Linked DNA regions of Macaca mulatta: region 2 is linked to region 1. A link is a contact called in public Hi-C data. All regions are on one chromosome and are shown on one strand. The core of a region is the stretch at or near the end of the contact, and the rest is flanking DNA. Distances in the headings are between cores, read along the strand shown. Region 1 holds the start of CLCN3 (chloride voltage-gated channel 3). Region 2 holds the start of MFAP3L (microfibril associated protein 3 like).

Region 1 (6,414 bases), core at 3,751-6,250:
AGGCTACTCTAGCCTTATGTGGTTTGAACTCACCATTAACTCTGTGTAGCTACGAATTAAACTGTAGCAGCCTACTGAATTTCTGGATCTTAATCTGGTAGGCCCAGCTCCATATGCAAAGATAAAACATCCAGTCAGCTTTTGTGTTTCTGGCTTTCTGAATGGGGTCACCTGCCAGGGCTCACAGACGAGTCCACCATCTGAAAAGAATGGTCAGAATCTGTATCTAGGATGAATAAAACAAAACACCGTGCCCTTAGCTGTGTGCAGCCTGAGAAATGAGTCACTTCATGAGACTGTTTCTAGGATATGATTGGCTGAAAGAGCTTTGAGTGTATCAAGTTCTACTGAGGCAGTTTTGTGGGAAACAAAAACACTAAACTGGAAGACTGTTTGCCATGTCTAAGGTCTCGAATTGTAATTAGAAGTGCAAAGCTATTTTGGATAACTTCATGTTATCTTTGGGGAAAAGACAAAAGACAAGAAAAGGTCACTTTCACTTCTGTGATGCTAGTGGAATCAGGAAGAAATTCTAGACTAGAACCATGCTACTATTTTCATGATAGAATGTTTTAATCCCTTCCATTCTCTCTTGCCAGTGTGTCTGAGTGTCTGAAATGCAAACAATAAGATCAAAGTTCTTTTTCTTTTTCTTGTTTTTTTTTTTTTTTGAGACAGAGTTTCACTCTTGTCGCCTAGGTTGGAGTGCAGTGGTGTGATCTCGGCTCACTGCAACCTCCACCTCCTGGGTTCAAGTGATTCTCCTGCCTCAGCCTCCCGATTAGCTGGGATTACAGGCGGTGCCACTGTGCCCGGCTAATTTTTGTATTTTTAGTAGAGACAGGGTTTCACCACCTTGGGCAGGTTGGTCTTGAACTTCTGATCTCAGGTGGTCCACCCGCCTCAGTCTCCCAAAGTGCTGGGATTACAGGAGTGAGTGACCGTTCCTGGCAAGATCAAAGTTCTTTTTCTGAAACAACTCATAAATACACGAGGTAGAGCTATACAATCTTGTTTGATTTTTCTGTGGAACTTTTTAAAAGTGTATTAAGTTGTTATGGGAAGTAATCCTATTTCTAGGTTTTTTACTTTAAGGAAAGTTCAGAGTAACTTGACTGGTCCAGAGAGCAAGACAGAAAAAACTGAGATATGATTCCCAGTGCTCTTTGCCACTTCAATAAAATAGCATCATACAACTTGCCACTCCCAGAGAGAGAGAATTGCTGGCAGAAGGGAAGGTTTGCACCACCTCCACTCACTGGTAATGTCTACCATTTGTTTCTCTTGTTTCAGTCTGCCAGGGTTCCAGATATACTAGTGAACAGGCTAGCCTACACCTGGTTGTAATTGGTAAATTCTTTTTTTTTTTTTTTTTTTTTGTTTTTGTTTTTTGAGACGGAGTCTCGCTCTGTCGCCCAGGCTGGAGTGCAGTGGCGCGATCTCGGCTCACTGCAAGCTCCGCCTCCTGGGTTTACGCCATTCTCCTGCCTCAGCCTCCTGAGTAGCTGGGACTACAGGCGCCCGCCACCGCGCCCGGCTAATTTTTTGTATTTTTAGTAGAGACGTGGTTTCACCGTGGTCTCGATCTCCTGACCTTGTGATCCGCCCGCCTCGGCCTCCCAAAGTGCTGGGATTACAGGCGTGAGCCACCGCGCCCGGCCGTAATTGGTAAATTCTTAGACTGTGAGTCAATCTTTTTGTCCTTTTTCCCTTTCCTTGAGGCCCCAAGAGTTTTACTGGTTGGTTGGTGGGGAAAGTGTGAAGCTAATTTAAATATTGGTTGAGTATTTGTTATTATTAACTTAAACTCCAACCAGTCCTAGCCAAAAAATCTGATTTACACTAGAAGAAACTGACCTTTTCACATAACTTATTTTGCTATGTCTCCAAATACTTCCTGTATACTGAGGGCTTTTTAAAATACGCATACTGAGACTTGTGGTTAAAAGATGAATTTAAACACCCTATGGTAGGCAAGGTAATACCCCCCACCCCACCGCCCCAATCCCTGAAACCAGTGAATATATTAGATTACATGGCAAGGGGGACTTATATATGATATGAGAAACATTCAGCCTTCCATTGCTGGCTTTGAAGATGGAGGAAGGGGGCAGTGAGCCAAGGAAGTCAAGTGACCTCTAGAAGGTGCAAAAAGCATGGAAGTGGATTCTCCCCTAGAGCCTGTAAAAGAAACAGCCCAGCCAATACCTTCATTTTTTTTTTTTTTAAGACAGAGTTTCACTCTTGTTGCCCAGGCTGGAGTGCAATGGCGCAATCTCGGCTCACCACAACCTCCACCTCTCGGGTTCAAGTGATTCTCCTGCCTCAGCCTCCAGAGTAGCTGGAATTACACGCATGTGCCACCACACTCGGCTAATCTTGCATTTTTAGTAGAGATGGCGTTTCTTCATGTTGGTCAGGCTGGTCTGGAACTCCCAGCCTCAGATGATCCGCCTACCTCAGCTTCCCAAAGTGTTGGGATTACAGGCGTGAGCCACGACGCCCAGCCAACATCTTGATTTTTAACCAGTGAGCCCTATATCAGACTTTTACCCTACAGAACTCTAAGATCAAAAATTTGTACTGTTTCAAGCCACTAAATTTGTGGGAATTTGTTACAACAGCACGTGGATACTAATACAAACTCTTCTTAGGGTTCTGGGAGCAGTTATTTACAGTATGGAGATGAAGTGGGCTGTTGAATTATTTTCATATGGGAGAAAAGCCCATAGTTGGGTCTGTAAACCTCCTTATTGGTAATTATCTGAGCCCTGAGAAGTTCCTTCTTAATCACTCCCACTAAAACAAGGGATCTGGTAAGAACGCCAATCAATCAGCATCCTTTCTGTAGTATTTACCGCTATGGATGAGATCAGGCTGCAAGTATTCACATTAGGGCACTTAAAATGTACCAAAGATCTGGCTATGGTGCTTACCCTGTGTTTCTTCCCACCAGTCTGCTGAAGAGGAAGTTCAATATCACCAGATTCTCTCACAAAAACACCAGAGGAATTAGAGAATATTTTTTTCCCAGATGCAATCTATTGTTTTATCACCAAGCAATCACATACCACATTGTTTAAATATATTGCTCCATATGTAACTCAGTGTTTCTGACTGGGCCCCTCGGATCAACTGGAAAGAATTAAACACAGGAATGCTTAGGTCCAACATTGGAACAATTAAGACAGGATTTCTGGGAATGGGGCCTAAGCAAGGATATTTTTCTGAAGCTCCCTAGATGGCCCTGATGCAAAGTGAAGATTGAGAACTACTGGTATGATGATTATGTATGCCAGAAACCATGACTTTAAAATAAGTTCTCATAAAGGAATAAGGTGGTGCATAATAGGAATAATATTACAAAAAGCCAAACATACAAATAGACTTGTTCTTGCACAGTTAAGAGAGATCCTTGGAACAATCCTCCATTAAGAAACTAAGACACTACCAAAAAAGAACTTTTCATCCTTATAGAAAGCAGGTAAGATTGACTAATAAACCACAACTACTGTCTACATTCTCAAAATCCACGTGCCTTTCCAAAATTAGCTGTGTAACCACAGTGAGTAAATGTCTTTTGAAAAATTCCACTTAGTTTGGAAAAATTTTTGCCTGCTTTTCCACATTTTCTAAGAATCTAAAGATCTTGGTTAACAGTGTCCCAGGTAAGAGAAAATCGTGCTTGGATATTTCCATAGTTCTACACACTCTACCTTGATAAGAGTAATGAAAGAGGTCCTAAGAAGCTTGACTGCACTGTGATCACCACCATGGGTACTATACCAGCTCTGAAGCCCAGAACTGTCTTTGAGAATATTCAATTCTGCCTTAGAAGAAATAGAACAAAACTCACGTGTTACTAGCCTGCAAAACAGTCAGTGGAGCACATATACGTAAAAATAGAAAAGTCTGGCGAGACCAGGTCATATTTAATATTGATGAGGCGTAAAATATACAACACGCACTTAATATTCATTAATCAGTATATATTCATAACATACTAAATACACAGGAGATATTAAACGTTCACGGGTCTTAATTCTGCCACCCAGTGGTAACACTCAAAAGTGATCTCACCAAAGAAATGCAAAACCTGTATCTGCTCACCAGGCTATTAGCATGCTACTGCTGTGGCCACCATTCTTCCACTGCATCCGCCCTGCCCCTGCATCGGAATATAGCTCCTTGAACACGGGATCAGGTTTACTGAATTGTATGACCCACGCTGGGAGCTCAATAAAAGTTGCTAAACGGAAATGAAACCAATTCAGACCGTGTAGAAACCCCAGATTACATCTTTTCTTCAAACATTTAATTTCCAAGCAGTATTTTGAAAATGCGTGATAGCTAAATTCGAGTTATCCTTTTTGTATGTATGTTAGGCACACACCCGGCGATGACATACAAAGCGAGGTGACACCACCGCACTCCCGGCCCGCACGTCACCTATAAGCACAGGGGACTTTTGGTCCTGGTTTATTTCCGAAGGCTGGCACTTCTCTTCGATCTAAGTTTTAGGAACCTGTGCTCGTCAACAGCTATCAATACTTTTTATTTTCAAGGCTGATGCCTGCCAGAGTTTCACAAGCTGCTTGCTCCCGGACGCTGTGGTCTCTCGCTGGAATGGATCCGAACTCCGCGTGACGCTGGGAACGGTCAGCGCCTGTTGCCTCACGAAAACGTCTCCCACAAGCTGGCCGCCTCGCGCGAGGTCAGCGGCAGGGCAAACAGGAATGCGTGAGTGACGTGAGCTAATCGCTAATGAAAAGCTTCACACCCCGGCGGCCCTCAGAGCCAGGGAGCTCGCTCGGCTCCTCCTCCTCGAGACCCAGCCTCGGCCCGCCCACCATTCCCACGCCGCCCAATAGGCGCCGACGCGGCTCAGAGAGTGGTCGGAGGAGGAGGTGTTGGGACGGCCGTCGCTGAACGGCCGTTCACGTCAACGTAGTGACGTCACGCGTCGACGCTGGGGACGTACCTGTCGGGTTCTGACTCTTGCCGTTTCTCTTCCCCTTCCGTGGGTCAGGGCCGGTCCGGTCCGGAACTTGCAGACCCTTTCCCAGTGTTCTAGTTCGCCCGCGACCCGGAATAATGATCAAGAAGGGTGTGGTGGGTTGAAAGCCGTCCTACTTTACTCCCGAGTTAGGGCATGGATTCAGTTTTAGTCTTAAGGGGAAGTGAGGTTGAAGATTTTTATTTTTAATTTTGGGCAGAAGCAGGTTGACTCTAGGGATCTCCAGAGCGAGAGGATTTAACTTCATGTTGCTCCCGTGTTTGAAGGAGGACAATAAAAGTCCAATCTGGCAAAATTTCCGTAACCTCTGCAGTAGAAAACGTCAGGTATCTTTTAAATCGCGATAGTTTTCGTTGTGTCAGGTTTTCTTCGGTGGAGCTCCCAGGGAAGCTAGGTTTTAGGTTTGAAACAGATGCAGAATCCAAAGGCAGCGCAAAAAACAGCCACCGATTTTGCTATGTCTCTGAGCTGCGAGGTGAGTTGCATTGTATGAGCGAAGATTCGTCAGCTCTCCTGTTCACAGATTTTGGGTCAACTATGAGGCCACAGCCCTCATCTTGGTTTCTCTTATAATGTACCTACATAATGTTGAAAGGTACATCATGAATTGGGATGCAAACCCATCCTGATTAGGTGTATACCCTCAGACATTCTTTAAAATTTCACACATCTGCTTCAGGAACCGTCGAAGGACCTCTGAATAGAATGGAAGTGGGTTCCAGGAGAAGATTAACTTTAAACTTAGAGGAGTGGGTTTAACTTTCGCCTAATTTTCCCCAATTTAAAAATAATATTCATTTTTTCTATCTTTAGATGTATGTGTATGTAAAATATTTTGTGTGTGTATATATTTGTGGTTTGATCTTAAACTTGACCAGAAACTGCCTTAGAATCTCAGAAATTAGCTTTGCATGTGGTATGCTTTATTTGTATGGCATTTTAAAACTGCGGAGCACATAGAAGATAATTACATACGTATTGTGCATATTAGAAACTGAGATTTCTGTTTCCTTTGGAAAGAAATTCCTGTTCATGGCATTGAATCAACAGTGACCATACCTTTTACATAGATACGTAATTCAGAAGTTCAGTTCTACAAACGTAAACTTTTTGAGCTATGCAGTTCAGTTACTGCAGCATCATTGTGACTTGTATAATTGTTGAATCTTTCCAGAATTGCTTTTACTTTCATCTTTAAAGAGTTAATTTAGAATATTTTTTTTATGAGGTCGGTATGGAGATAACTATCGGTCAATTCTAGGTGCCTTTGTGAGTCACTACAAAATAGTATTTGTTCAATTCAAGAGTACGTATGGGAGTTAAAGTACTTGTGTATATGTTGTTGACTTTCATCTTAAAAGGTGCTGCTGCTACTCAGTGTCTTGTTCTAAAATATA
Region 2 (5,668 bases), core at 1,937-4,436, 400 kb after region 1:
TAACTCTTCGGGCATTCCTTAACGAAATATCATTTCCCATGGAAATGTCACTCCAAGCATGAGGTCCTCTCCTCCTCCAATCTATGGGGTTCATTCCCCCGCCTCCTCAGTCCCATGTGCGTACCTCTCTGGAGCACTCATCCTATACTGTGTTTTATTTGTCCTCAAGCATCTCTCTCTGACTCGACTGTGAGTTACTCTTACTCATTTTTGTGGCCTTAGGAGCCTAACTATAAAAGTCTGAGGAAAAAAAATTAACGTGATATTTTAATGAGTAAAAACCTCAGGTGGAAGCAGAGGCAAGACCAATAAATTCACAGGATTTCTGTTTGGAGCATAACTTATAAACTACTTCTGATAGCTCTTAAGTGGTTACACCAAGACCCAATCAAACAAACCCTTTGTAACCATCTTTTAACCATGCCAGGGAGGTACTCTGCCAAACTTAAAATTAACCACTGGCATTTTCAGGCCATTCCTAACCATAATGTGATATGCCATAGATTGAAAACATTGTCAAAGTTTTAAGTGTCTTCCTGGCCTCGGCTAGAAAAGACAAGTCACACCCCAAGTGCTGGGTTAGATGCCAACTCAGGGGAGTGATAGTATCAGCAATTCTAAATTCCAAAAACTAAATCAACACTTCTTTAACAAATCTGACTAGGCTGGGTTGAGATTAAAAGCAACTTGGCTACAATATTTATTTGTATTCCAGTATCTAAAAGTTCTTGCATTAAAAAGTAGAATAAAAAGTCCAAATTAAGCACAATTTAAAATGCCTTGAGTATTCAAATTGCAAGCCAAATAGGAGCTGGATAAATTAAGGTCACAGGGATTGGGGGTAGATCTATTTTTAAAGGGAGTAATTTGCTGTAAATGTCTAATGTCACCAACATCATCATACAGTATAGAAATCTAAACACATGGAAATAAACCTAAAAATCATGTGCCTAGCAAGGGAGCTGCAAGAACCCAACAGTTAACTACAAAAGAGAAGAAATGATCACCTTTTTTTGGTAACATGCCTACAAAGTCTATTTTTTTCTTCAGGAGCAGTAATAAAACCCCTTTTCAACCTAACTCCGGTTGTTGTTTGAGTTTTAGGTTAGGGAAATGTGGACTTTTTGAAGCCAAGGGCAGTATGTAAATAAGCCTTTGATTAAATTTCATCGTGTCTCTTAACACTGAGAAAATACTTAGGATTTGTACTTAGGATTTCTGGATCGAGAAGGGGGCCTATTGATCTGTATTAAACCTCACATTCACAAAAAGTAAACTGAGGACTTGCTGCTTCCTCCAGGTCAGGAAGAACCCAAGGCTAAGGAGAGACTCCAGCTACTTCTACAGGGGAATGTTACCTGAGGATACGAGACCTACTGTACAGGATAAGGTGTACATCCAGGCAGTACTTCATGAAAGATTTTAAACTTGATGCATTTTTATAGAAAAGAGAAGCACAGTTATTCAATATTTGTGTTGGGGTTTTCAAACTTCTTTTTCTATAAATGTATTTAGAAATAAATTTAGGAGCAGTGAACATCACCAACCAGACTATTTGGCTAAAATGGGGGACTGCAGGTTCTAATTCATAAAAATGGTAATCATGTTGTTGCTACTGCTGTTGTTGTCTGGACGTTTCAAGCCTTTCCTATTATTAAACCTTGGTTATGTAGCATCACAGGACAGAGTGAACTCTATACTGGGGGAAATCACCCCAGAGAGTATCCAGAATTAGAGCTGGAGTCATCTCAGGCTTGCAAGCAAGCACCAACCTTAAAGCCTACCCACAACTCAATGAAAAGTCAATGCATTTCTAAAGTCTATTAAGGTCTATTAAGATTGTAAACTAGAAGTTTTGTAATAAGCTTAATGAATAAAATAACTGAACCCACTAAGTGCTACTTATAGAAAGAGGCTTGAGAATTTAGCTTTAGTTAGCAGAACTCGTTCCCGCTAGAACAGGATTGTTCATCTTGCCCCTATTAGATACAATAATCCTAGTGTTAATGGTACTAAATGCTTCAGGAAGAAACAACTGTAGAAACCACAGTGGGACCTGCAAATTGCACTTTCTGTGTAAGTAAAATGTCAGAAGAACTACACTCTTATAACTTATGGTCTCATGAAAAGACATTTTTTTCCGTCTTGTATTTCATCCTGAAGGATTTTACTATGTTCAGCATAGTAGCAACTGAAAAAAAATGTGTTTCATCTAGAAACAAAAGTGAGAAAACTACAAAAAACACTGAGCTTCTGCAATGCTCGGTTTCCAAGATTTTAACATTAAATCGAAGATAACGCAAAATAAAGATTGCCACAGTAACCAAACTTTTCTGCTAAGTATCCTTAAAAATAATGACAGTTCGATCGTATCTTAACTGTCTTCTACAACGTGAGCAGATAATACACCTACAAACCTTTTTTTGCTAGCTTGCTTTATAAATCTTGCAAGGTAAGTTTGGTTTTTTTTTTTTTTCAGGGATGGAGAAGACAGATTAATGATCAAGCTTAAAATAAATCGGTTCTGCAATCCCTCTGTATTTTAATCCGATGAAGCACGTTTCCCCATTCCACGCCATGAAGCCATTCGATGTCAACTTGTTATGGAGTCAAATGCGACAAACTCCGAGAGCTTCAGTCGCGAGGCGGCGGCTCACAGCACCCACAGCCGCCCGCACTCCTGCGGCATCAGGACACGGCGCCCTCCCGACGCGGAACCCGCATTCACGTTCTCCGGAGCCCTGGCCAGCTTACCCTCCTCCCTGTCCGGGGAAACTGAGGCACAGTGACGCGAGGGATCCGGAGCCCAGCGAAAGCCCCCACAGCTGCTCGGCGTCCCCTTCCCCCAGGACATCCAGGAGGCTCGCCGGCAGCTGGCAGTGGATTCCGCGCTCCTCGCCCTCGGAAGATTACGGTTCGAACCCGGGATGCGGCGGTCCCCAAACGGCCAACCCCCGCCCCGCACGGATCTCGAAGCATCCTGCGACCCCCTGGAGCCCGCTGCCGGGACCATGCGGCGCCTCGCAGCGCAGCCTCCGCCGCAGTCTCAGTCAGCCCAAACACCCGAAAGTTCCACGGCCCCGGCGCCGACCCGGTGCGGGGCTGGCCCCCACCTGTGCCCCTCCGCCCCATCCCTCCGGGTGCCCCCAGCTAACCTGACACCGCCGCGCCACTCAGGTGGCCGCCGTGCACCCCTTGCCATGGCCAGCCCGACAGCGGCCGCTGCGCCGCACTCTGCGCCGGACGCCGGGTAGCGCCTACTGCGGTCGAGCCGCCTCCGCCGGCGCCTCACAGCGTTGCGGGCTGCGCCGCCGGCTGCAGGGAGCGCGGAGCTTCCCACCTACAGGAGCCTGGGCCGGCCGGGGCCGAGCATGCCCAGTGCGGCTCTCCGGGCGGCGCGGAGGCGCGGGTGTAGCCTCCGGGTTTTCGCGACAGCCGCGGGCGGGGGCAGCGGGGCGGGGGCAGCGGGGCGGGCGGTGCGGGCGGTGCAGGCGGTGCAGGGCGAGCCAGTCGGAACAGCGGACCGGCCCAGTGGAGGAGCCAGCGTAGGCTGTCGTTACCGGGAAGCCCAGCGCTCAGTCCGCTCAGCCTCTGGGCCGGGCCTCGGCGGCCCCCTCAGCCCGGCACCCGCAAGGCCAGGGCCTCCGCGGCAGCGCGGAACTCTCACTCCGCTCTCTCTCCCGCCGGGGCGACGCGACTGACCCTCGTCGGGGCGGGGCGCTCCCGGGGCTTCCACCGCAACTTTTGTGGGCGTCTTATCGCACTCGTGTTCAAGGACACCCAGGAAAAGGCTTCTTAAGGTCCCATCCTGGGACACTAAATGGGAACCAATCAATCCACCCCCAAGCCTACCCTGTCTTCTTGCAATCAAATGCGATCACGAGCAAACCACCTTGCATCCAAAAGCTTCTCAGGCCTTCCCGGGCGACTGCGTTGTCAGCCTTAAACGTCTCTTAAAGCAAAGTCCACAGATGAAAGAGTCTGGAAGAAAACCCAACGGGACGTTCCCTGGTGACTTATGAGTGGTGGGGTTCCAGGAATTTTTTTTTCATTTTCTTTAAAAATATTATTTGTAATTTCGACGTTTTTTCTGATGAACCATAAGTTGATTTTTTAATTAAAAAGTAGAGTACTCTAAAATTATTAAGTACCTACAGAAGTTTTGCTGCACGATCCTGCAATGTAAGTGGCTTCCTCCCCTCTTTACCTTCCGTCTTTTTTTTTCTTTTTTTTTTTTTTTAATTTTAAAAAGAGAGACTCAATTTCTGGGGCGGGACCAGGCTCCTCCCCCAGGCATTTTAGTGCCCGCCCCCTTGGCCACGCCCCACTCCGGTCCTTTTACTCCCGTTCCGCCTTCTTCCCGGTGGGTTGCTGCGAAGACCCGGAAAGGTGGACTTTGCACATTGATGCTCCTGGCGACTCCGGCAGCCAGACTGGGCATGTTCCGCCGCCGGGTCAGGGATTGCTGTGCCAAGAGAGGAGCTTTAGCAACTCTCAGTCTCTCTGCTCCTCTCTGTTCCTGGCAAACTGACAAAGTAATGCCTCTGACCCCACGCCCCCAGGTCGGACCTGCAGAAGTGGGTCAGGACCCGACTGAGCATGCTCCGGGCAGTGCCAGGCTGCCGCACGCGGCTGCATCTGGTTGCCCAAGGTTGATGTAGCCGCGGTCTCTCGTCACGACATTGAAGCTCGGGAAACGGATGGAAGCAGGGCTCTAGAGAGGCACGATTGCATCGACACGTGGGCAGGTCGCCCAGCCAAGGGCCATGTTGGTGGGTGGGTGCGTGGGATCTGTCTTACGAGTGAGTCAAAGCCTGATTTTTTTTCCCCCAAAAAGATTGAAATGAGATGTCATATTTTAACAGTTTTATGGCATCTCGAATAGCAACACATTTTAGCTCAAGGGATTTTTCAGCTGTTCTTTCGAGAAACGTAAATCTTCTTTGTTTTTAAGTATTTAATAAACATTCTTTACAATTGCACCAGAGCACAAACTTTCCACCTGCTTTATTGATTGTTACATTTGTGTCCCCACTATGAAAATATTCCGCAGTATTATGTCACGTTTTCTTCTCCAGCATTTCTGCATTCACTCTATTTCCTCCCTTCCCCCGTCTCTTTTAAATTCTCAGAACCTGCAAAATGCACTCTTGCTATCTTAGAAACCACTTGAGGTCGGTGTGGGGAACTTGCTTTTAATTCTCATTTAGAGAAGACAGCACTGAAATGGAGAAAAGTCACAGGGAAAATACTTTTACAGTTTCGAGATTAGTAAAGAACCCAAAGAGAGCTTTTCATTGAGAGCAGGAAGGCGAATGGAATTCACCTTCTGTCTTAAGGAGGGAGAGGATGAGCAGGACAGCTGCCCAGTGAGGCTTGGTATGATAGTGGGAGTCACCCTTCATTTGAACCTCTCTGCCTTGCCCAGCTCCAGTTCAGCTTCAGCGTGGTCAGAGACACTATCTCTATGGAAGGTCACTGGAAGAATACATTTACTTAGCTGCTTCCACCATGGAATCCTAGCTTGTGCTGGAGTGTCCCCTTCGTCCTCCTCCTGTGCTTTGAGAATCCATTGTTGCTGGTATGCCCTGAGCACTGCCCTTGAACTTGCCCAGGTGCCCCTTGACATTCACACCACGAATAGCCTAGCCTTACAAAGGTGGACAAG

The links. Hi-C and Micro-C count contacts between places; a contact is called where the count stands out from the background.
Region 2: a Hi-C map of fetal cortex germinal zone shows a contact between it and region 1, with 3 times the contacts expected there. The contact joins the promoter of MFAP3L here to the promoter of CLCN3 in region 1. A contact is called at or near these places in 2 of 14 Hi-C or Micro-C datasets (fetal cortex germinal zone and fetal cortical plate).

Annotation. Positions count from the first base shown.
Region 1 is chr5:178,083,627-178,090,040 of T2T-MMU8v2.0, forward strand. It overlaps CLCN3 (chloride voltage-gated channel 3), which reads left to right and starts at 5,001. Exons shown (of 13, transcript XM_015139499.3): 1 at 5,001-5,492.
Region 2 is chr5:178,484,634-178,490,301 of T2T-MMU8v2.0, forward strand. It overlaps MFAP3L (microfibril associated protein 3 like), which reads right to left and starts at 3,187. Exons shown (of 3, transcript NM_001266355.1): 1 at 3,156-3,187.